3 separate regions of the Mus musculus genome follow, and regions 2 and 3 are each linked to region 1. A link is a contact called in public HiChIP or PLAC-seq data. All regions are on one chromosome and are shown on one strand. Each heading gives the region's core, a stretch centred on a gene start, on an enhancer-like site or on the middle of the called end of the contact. The rest is flanking DNA. Distances are from core to core; before and after follow the strand shown. Region 1 holds the start of Dgkh (diacylglycerol kinase, eta). Region 2 overlaps Vwa8 (von Willebrand factor A domain containing 8). Region 3 overlaps Vwa8 (von Willebrand factor A domain containing 8).

Region 1 (2,700 bases), core at 197-2,696:
GTGCAAACTCACAAAAGCAAAAGCAGTTGCAGATGGATCAAAGTCGAAGGACACTCCTGAAAGGTCAGGAAGCAGGAGGCAGCGAATCGTACCCTGGCAAACCGGCTGGAAGTCTATGGGTAAGAAAAGGAGAAGCAAGCCTGGCACCTGACCTACAAGCTCTCAACAGGCAGAGGGCCCGCCTGAGCAGACTCAGGAAGTCCCTGGGAAAACATCATCAGAACAGCACCGCAGCAAGGATGAAGCCAGAAATTTTGGACCAGGCTTTTGAGACGGTTCACAACGTCAATCAAAAAGGACTAAGAAATACGTAGATAGGGTATGCAGAGCCAAAATTCATTGCCCACTCAAGATTACAAGGGTCTACGCAGGACGGGGATTCCTGGGAGGAATCCCTGAAGGGATGGATGGATAACAGACGGCTCAGTTTGAGGTGCAAGAAATAAGTTAAAGGAGTTTAGGGAATAAATCCAAAGACCTCGACTCTTCTCACACGCAACACTCTGAGCCCCTAAAGTGACTCAATCTACGCGTGGCGTGTGCTGTGAGATCCAGGCGAAAGCGAAGTTAGCCGGTGGCTGGATCCCGGTCCAGGTCCCCTGACCCTCGGAACTGTTCAGGGCAGCCGCGGCCACTCGAGTCGGAGGCGTGGCTCTGGGCTTCTGGCAGCCACCAGCCTCCACAGGCGGCGGTCCTTGGGAACCTGCGTGCCCAGGTGACTGCCAGGGCGCGGTCAAGAGGTGAGCCCCGTCTCCTCCCGGCGCCACCCGCTGACCGCGCAACCCCGTCGCCTCCACTCCCCGGGCCGCCGCGCCACACTCGGGAATGAAGTGCAAAGTTGGGAAAAGGATGAAGCGCGGAAACGGTCCTCTAAGGACCGTCGCCAGAGGCCGACCGGACAAAGGCGCTTCGGGCGGCGAGCAAGGAGGAGCCCGGGCGCCGGAGGAAGCGCTGCCCCGGCTGGGAAGCAGCTGGGGACCTCATCCCGGACCGCTTCCTGAACGGAACATGGGCCGGGAGGGGGAGGCAGGGAGCAAGGACAAGCGGGAGGGGTGGGCGCGGGCGCGGTACCCACCGGTTCCTCCCAGGCCGGGCTCTGGGCTCCAAGCACGGGGCGCACGTGCTGAGGCTCCATCGCGCCGGCCCGCGCCCGCTGGCCGCCGGGGCGCACGGACACCGGCCCCCGCTGCCGCTGCCGCTGCCGCCGCCGCTGCCGCCGCCGCTGCCTGCGCCTCCCTCGCTGGGATCGCTGTCGCTGCCGCCGCCGCTGCCTGCGCCTCCCTCGCTGGGATCGCTGTCGCTGCCGCCCTGGCTCCTGCCCGGGGCCAGCCACGGGCCCTCCCGCGTTCTCTGGCTTCCGCCGCGCTCGCCCGCCCCCGCGCCGGTCCCTTCCTCCGCCACCGCCTCCGCAGCCGCCTGAGTCCCGCTCCACGGCGCGGCGGCGAGCGCTCGGCTCCTCAAGCCGCCGCCGCCTCCCACGGCCGCAGAATCCGCCCCTCTCTCTCTCCTGTCTCCGCCTCCGACTCCCTCCCCTTTTCTCCCGCCGTCCGCCCCTCCCCCAGCGGCCCCTCCCGGCGGGCGGCCCGGGACGCACGTGACCCCCCTGCCAGGCCATATAAGGCGCGGAACCGAAAGCAGCCACCGGGTGGTCACGGGCACCGGGCAGTGGTGCGGCTAAAAGAGGCAACCGCGCCGCGGGGCCCGGATCGCCAGAAGAATCGGGGGATGTCGGGGATGAGTAGCTTGCGCCGGACGAGCGGAACCTGGCACCCTTTCCCCTTGGCATCCCTCGCCACGGGTGCCTGTAGCCCCCGACGGCCGCCTCGGGAGCTAAACCTGGAGCCAATTGCCCAGGACAGTACCTGGCTTCAACAGAGCGAGGCTGCGCTTCGCACCCCTGAGCCACTCCCAAGCACCTATTCCGGCAGCTGAGATGTCTGGCTGGGCTGTCTGGGGAGCCCTGCTTTTGTTCATTTTCTATGGCTGAAAGATTTCGTGGAAAGAAAACCAGCTAAGGAGCCGGTCTGTGGTCCGCTGTGAGCGCTCTGCTCAAATTAGGGACAGGGGCAGTTCCGAGAGAGAGCTCAAATGTCAACTGTCTCTCCTGCTGCTCTCCGGGAAAAAGAAAATGAAAATTGCAACAAGCAATTTTTTAAATCATCTTTCCTGAAATCATCTTTACTGGCAGTGAAGATGGTTTCCATCTAGTTGCAAACCGAGCAGTGACTGCATTTGCATGGGTCATTTCCTCTCTCGTGGACTTCAGACTCCTGCCAGCACCATCTTCTGGCCCTTAGTCTGGTAGACAGATGAATTCACACGTTTTGAAACCGAAAAATCAAAACACTACTTGATCCAGCATGCTCCCACGTCATACTAATTTCCGAGGCTAATATTCCGCTGAAGCTACACTCATAAAGGTCACCTAAGGATTGTGGAGAGAGCTAAGCCACTGGATGGTTTCCAGCCCTCACTTTCTATAACTTGACTGACTAAATTTGCATTCCTGAATCTCTCCTTTAAATGGGCCCTTGGACTGTTGGGTCTTCTTTGTTAGTGACTATGCTTTGTTCAGTGGCCTCCAACCTGCTGCCTAAATAGCCTGTCCTTCATTTACTTTGAATGAGGTTTAAGTGGGGTGAGTGAGCAGTCTGACCATGCTGCGTTTACCTCAGCCCTGGGATCACAGCTGAACACTGG
Region 2 (2,700 bases), core at 50-2,549, 290 kb after region 1:
TTGGCGCCGTCAGTGTGCCAGTGCACAATGCCCATGAGAAGATGAAAGTGCCTGACGTTCTTTTCTACGACAATGTTCAGGTGAGACCATTGCTTCGTGGTCTTGAGCTAATCATGTCATAGTTGTTAATTCTGATCCAAATGATACTGATGTGTAATTGTAGTCATGATTTCCTAAGTTGAGTTCAGGTAAGGTAAAATGAAGTGCTGAAATATTTTTATTACAGTGATATAAGACTTAAAATTCCTTCTAATGGTCAAAATTAGAGGAGTTACTGCTATGGGTTTAATATGTGTGTGTTATGTACACACATATGTATGACTGTGCTCGAGGCTAGTAAAGCATTTTATTGAATAAAAACTAACAGACCTATTGGTTATCGCTTTGGTGTCTAGTTAAGTCCTTTCTGTAGCTCACAGGAGGCAAGCATCTTATACATCCTGTCTTTCTCTTTCTTCCTTGCTGCATATTCCAAGCTTCCCCTTTGTTTTCCTTTTTTCTTTGGAGAGTGGACTGTGGCAGAGATTTTGCCTTTAAACCTTACCAGTAACTGTGGACTGTTTCGGAAGACACAGAAATAAGTTTGAACTTAGAAAGCTTTATTATTATAAGATTAATTTCTGTAAGACTTGGTTCTACTAAATATTTCTGAAGCTATTTTCATATATTTCTTTTATTATAAAAGCATGCTTACTTTTTGTAATTCTTATTTGCTAATCTGCATGCAGATAATGACATTTACAAATTATGTTAGCACTTGCCTTTTTATCTTTTTAAGGAAGGAGTATCATAATTTATGCCCCTAAGTGAGATAAATAGTATAAAGATATCTAGGCAAGTTTTTTCTTAATAAAATAGTTCTGTTTAAACATTTATTTATCAAAACTATACTTTTTATTTCATTCTAGAATCAGTTAACTGATTTCTCCTTTAATACTGCATCATTGTATATTGTATATCACAGGAGTAGAAAATGAAGCTATATAGCTAGAAGGAAAACACTCCTATCTACAATATAAAAAACAAAACCCTGATTAAAAGAAACAATAATATTTCTAAGCACTCTGTTCAAATTTCACATTGTATCCACATAGCAGAAATGAGAAAAAGAAAAGAATGTGAAATTTTTACAAGTAACAAAGGAAAAACTCCAAAATAGTTAAGGTTGCAAAGGCTTCATGACCTAGAAGGACACAGAAGAGCAGTTCAGTGGGAAGGAAGACCGTTGTGTCCTTGTCCTTGAACAGTGTCTGTTGCCATGGTATTGGTGACACAGACATTGAGGACTGCAGGTCCTCAGTGAACTTTCCACCGGCGCCTCGAGGGGTTTTGTGTAATCCTCCAAATGTTCCTCCTCCCCAGAGCATAATGAATCAACCATTAGTGAGGATTTTAGTTGCTTCAGTTCTGGCTTACTGCGGTTTGCTTCTGTAGTTGGCATTACCCCTTCACTTTTGCTGCTTGTCGTCTTAGAACAAGAATCCCCAGTGTCACTGACAGAGGGTATATTCAGTCCGTTTTTTCTGTGATGTCCTATTGTCCTCTTACCACAGAGCACTGAATGATCTTTAAAATGTTTTTCCCTTGGTCTTTCCTTCATCTGCTGTCTCCATTGAATAGCAAAGTTTCTAACATATGGTAAATAAATATTGAGGGAATTAAAAGGAATTAATAAGATTTTGAACATCTATTCTAAGGAGTATTGTTTCATTAAGTCCTTTATTATGGAATATGACCCTTGAAGCAGTAACTAAGAGAACTTGTAGAATAACAAGATTAATAGCTTTTTAATAAACCCAAGGAGCTTTAGGCCTGAAAAATTAAACATGAGTCAGACTTGGCCCTAGGGTACCCTTGGCATCAGGGTACAAAGATTAAAATGTTCGCACACAAGCAGATCCACCTCCAAGACTCAAATTGCTTTTTATGTTGTGGAAAATACAGGCCAGTAAGTACATATGGTTACTACAGAGTGTGATGGAGATACATGCAGGTTACTATGGTAACACCAATGAGGTGATTGATGGTCACTGACGGAAAAGATCTCAGAAAACTGGTTTACAGAGCAAGTTGGAAACTTATTCAGGCTGAGATGGATATTTGCAAAGCCTTGGTCATGTATGAGAGACAATGTCTTAGAAAGGCACATACCCTTGAACTCAGTCTGCGGGCTTTGGTGTCCAGTGGTGTTGAGTAATGAGGCTGGTGCATGAGGAAGGCCGCATTGTCCAGGCTTCACTAAGGAAGGAATTAAGATCCTTGTCAAGGAAACCCAGAGTTTAAGCACATTTGTACTTTCAATAACTTTCCCTTCACCTTCCCGTGTTGTCCAAGAGTCAGAAATCAGACAGACAGTCGAGCAGTGCTTACTGAAACAGTCCAGGTCACAGTTAAAGAGGACCCAAATGATCCGAGGCAGTGGAAATGCAGGGCGGTGGACGCCTTACAGGACTCCTTAGGTGGTACCCTTGGGGACGTTGTTTCCGGCTCTCTCAGCAAGCACATCATCTGGTTATAGAGAGTGACCAGAAACTCATTCCTGATGGTGCCCATACGGGAAGGAGGAGATGGGGGAGGGGGGCTGGCAGAGGTAAAAGCAGAGGTTGGCCCCGCACAGGAACAGGAGAAGGTGCTATTCCCAAAGCACTAAGAGTCATGTCAGGAACTTTGAAAAATGAGTGGCAAGCCTCTGAAGAAAGA
Region 3 (2,700 bases), core at 74-2,573, 340 kb after region 1:
GAAATACAGAAGAAAATACAAGAGCATACTCGCATACATACTGTGTTCAGCAAAACAATGTAAAGTTGCCAGGGACTTGTGAGCTGTGGGGAAGGAGATAAGTGGATGCTCACAGTCAGCTATTGGATGGATCACAGGGCCCCCAATGGAGGAGGTAGAGAAAGTACCCAAGGAGCTAAAGGGAACTGCAACCCTATAGGTGCAACAACACTATGAACTAACCAGTACCCCGGAGCTCTTGTCTCTAGCTGCATATGTAGCAGAGGATGGCCTAGTCAGCCATCAATGGGAGGAGAGTGAAGACCATATGCCCCAGTACAAGGGAATGCCAGGACCAGGAAGTGGGAGTGGGTGGTTTGGGAAGCAGGGTGGGGTGGGGGGTGATATAGGGGACTTTCGGGATAGCATTTGAAATGTAAATGAAGAAAATATCTAATAAAAAAAGAAAGAAAGAAAAAGTTCTTGGCCAAGGAGGATACTACTGGGAATTTGTAGTAGTGCCCATCACTGATATTTTGTGTTTAAATTCGGCTTTCTTTCTCTGTTAAGCATGTGGCTGGTGTGTGTAAGGGTATATGGGGGGGGGGCACTTACAATATAGCCCATGCTTCTCTGGAAGACTCTAGGTAGTCTATACTAGCTCAGGCTTCTGCCTTAACTTCCTAAGTGTGATAGGCACATGCCACCACGCTTAACCTTGTGCTGAGTTTTTATTTTATTAAGTAAAAAGAAAATAAAAGATTTCATAGATTCATTTCTAATCTGTTCTCTCCAGAGTGGTATTCTCTCCACTCTGTTAAATTGGAAAGTTACCGACTCTATAAGACTTTTCAGAGTTTCCTATGTGTAAATTTGTGTGGAAACCCTGAAGGGCAAAAGGTTGATTTTTCTTTTCCGAGAATGAAATTCGAGGAGGGACTCAAAGGTAAATAATATTTGGATTGTGGCTTTAAAAAAGGGATCTCCAAGATGAGTGTGCTGGTGCACGCAGCAATCCCAACACTTGGGACTAGAGGCAGTAAGATTGAGATTCAAGGTCACCCTCTGCTTCGTGATAAGCTCCAAGTTACCCGATCGAAAGGAAGATGGGGAGATAGCTCACTGGAGAGGCTGCAGCAGGATGAATGGAAATGGCCTTCAGGAGGCATTAAACTTCACATGTTCAGGGAATAGCAAAAAGTAGTTTGAGCTAAGGCTGAGTTACAGGGTGGCCTGGAGCAAAAAGGGAAAGAGCCAAGTGGGAAGTGTTGGTCAGGAATGGTCTGTGAGAGTGCAGTAAACTCACTGTTGGATCTTAAGATGGTAGGAGGGAAGGAGGCCAGGAAAATTGGAGGCACTGTCTTTCTTCTCAAAGATGGTAGTAGTTGTTGAGTTTCTGGGATGGTGGAACTACCCTGAAGTGTTCCATTATCCCCATAAACATTTGTAGTTCTTGTGGTAAGGAAATGTCTTAGGAATTGTTGATAATAGGTATGCCAACAACTTCCAATTGCATAATGGCCCTAGAAAGATCCAAATCTTCATATGTTTTCTCTCAGACTCCAGAAATAGTGTTGGCAGAGGTTCAGAGGAGGCAGAAATTTGCCAGAACATGTGCTTTAAAAGCCCACCCCCCCCCCTTTTTGGAAGTTTTCCTGAGACAGCTCTCACATGTCCTTCAGATGATGTTACCTAACTTTGCTGGCCGTATGCGTCGTGTTATGGCTTGTCCGTGTCCTTTCTCTAATGCTCCAAGTACTATAATTTGACCCAAGTCATAACTCGGATATGCACCTTTCTCTTACTCAAAACTCTAAGTTTCAGAGCTCTGTCACTGCTTCCACGAGGGATTAGGAACCAGCACAACACATGCACTAAAATACATCATTGTTTTAAAACACATAAATTCACGAATGACACTGAAAATAAAAAGCAGTTCTATTTATAGCTCCTGAGTTCATGCTCCTCCCCCGCTTAAAATCAAACCCAGACATCATTCCAGCCAGGACATTAACACAGTTCAACAGCACAGTGACATAATTTTAAAATCATGGAAAATGTTGTTGTTGTGTCAATCAAATCAAACATAAAAACTTAAATCTGGTCAGAGTTGGATGCCACATTTCAGTAAAGTGGAAAAGAAGGCCGTTTTGCTAACTGCTTACCAGGGTAACCCTCCCCCAACTCCCCAACCCATTCTGTAGCCACCATTTTGTTGATTATTCCAGAACTTGTTCATACCCCAAACAATGCTTCCTTTCTCCTCGGACTGCTAACACTGAAAGGATGAAAGTTAAGAATGGACACACACACACACACACAGCTTCTGGGAGCCTTCATGGGAAATGAAATGGGGAGCTAATGTTTCCCAACTATTGTCAGGGTCCAGGAGCAATCAGGGAACGGGATGGTGTGTGTGTGTGTGTGTGTGTGTGTGTGTGTGCGCGCGCGCAGGCCACCCGCCAATGCATCCTTCAGCACTGTTGACATTGCCAGTAGAAGAACACTGCGGTTGTGTGGTTCTGGGTGCAGTCTGTATGGGGTATCTAATGGACCATCCCATACTCTGCCAATCAAACAGCCAAGGCTAGTCCTTCAGATAGCTAGTCAGGTTGTGAGTTCCATGACTATCACTTAGAATGAGTGGGCATCTTCTAAGCAGATTTATGCACATCCCTGCCATTGGCCATAGAATCTGAGAAAGGTTACCTTTCTCAAATG

Evidence for each region. HiChIP or PLAC-seq counts read pairs in DNA pulled down with a chosen protein or histone mark.
Region 2: a contact with region 1 is called in an H3K4me3 HiChIP or PLAC-seq map of neural progenitor cells, with 7 times the contacts expected there. The contact joins the enhancer-like site here to the promoter of Dgkh in region 1. A contact is called at or near these places in 1 of 39 promoter capture datasets (cranial neural crest), 2 of 484 Hi-C or Micro-C datasets (Sertoli cells and nephron progenitors), 16 of 115 datasets of contacts at active chromatin or transcription factors (bone marrow-derived macrophages, embryonic basal ganglia, embryonic forebrain and 11 more) and 2 of 9 other capture datasets (adipose tissue and liver).
Region 3: an H3K27ac HiChIP or PLAC-seq map of the NIH/3T3 cell line shows a contact between it and region 1, with 5 times the contacts expected there. The contact joins the enhancer-like site here to the promoter of Dgkh in region 1. A contact is called at or near these places in 2 of 39 promoter capture datasets (cranial neural crest and embryonic stem cells), 1 of 484 Hi-C or Micro-C datasets (uterus), 9 of 115 datasets of contacts at active chromatin or transcription factors (the NIH/3T3 cell line, bone marrow-derived macrophages, embryonic basal ganglia and 6 more) and 1 of 9 other capture datasets (liver).

The regions. Positions count from the first base shown.
Region 1 is chr14:78,731,283-78,733,982 of GRCm38.p6, forward strand. It overlaps Dgkh (diacylglycerol kinase, eta), which reads right to left and starts at 1,447. Exons shown (of 30, transcript NM_001081336.2): 1 at 1,076-1,447. The coding sequence starts at 1,135.
Region 2 is chr14:79,020,607-79,023,306 of GRCm38.p6, forward strand. Vwa8 (von Willebrand factor A domain containing 8) reads left to right here. Exons shown (of 45, transcript NM_027906.1): 19 at 1-80. Among named protein-coding and RNA genes, the nearest start is that of Gm30970, 110 kb to the right of the region's middle. Within about 2 kb of position 1,300, at least 28 of the 459 cell types and tissues checked have an H3K27ac peak or open chromatin away from gene starts, as enhancers often do. A contact at or near this core is called in Sertoli cells, neural progenitor cells and stem cell-derived neural progenitor cells, where this site is marked.
Region 3 is chr14:79,075,163-79,077,862 of GRCm38.p6, forward strand. The region is part of intron 26 of Vwa8 (von Willebrand factor A domain containing 8); the gene reads left to right. Among named protein-coding and RNA genes, the nearest start is that of Gm30970, 59 kb to the right of the region's middle. Within about 2 kb of position 1,324, at least 26 of the 459 cell types and tissues checked have an H3K27ac peak or open chromatin away from gene starts, as enhancers often do. A contact at or near this core is called in the NIH/3T3 cell line and uterus, where this site is marked.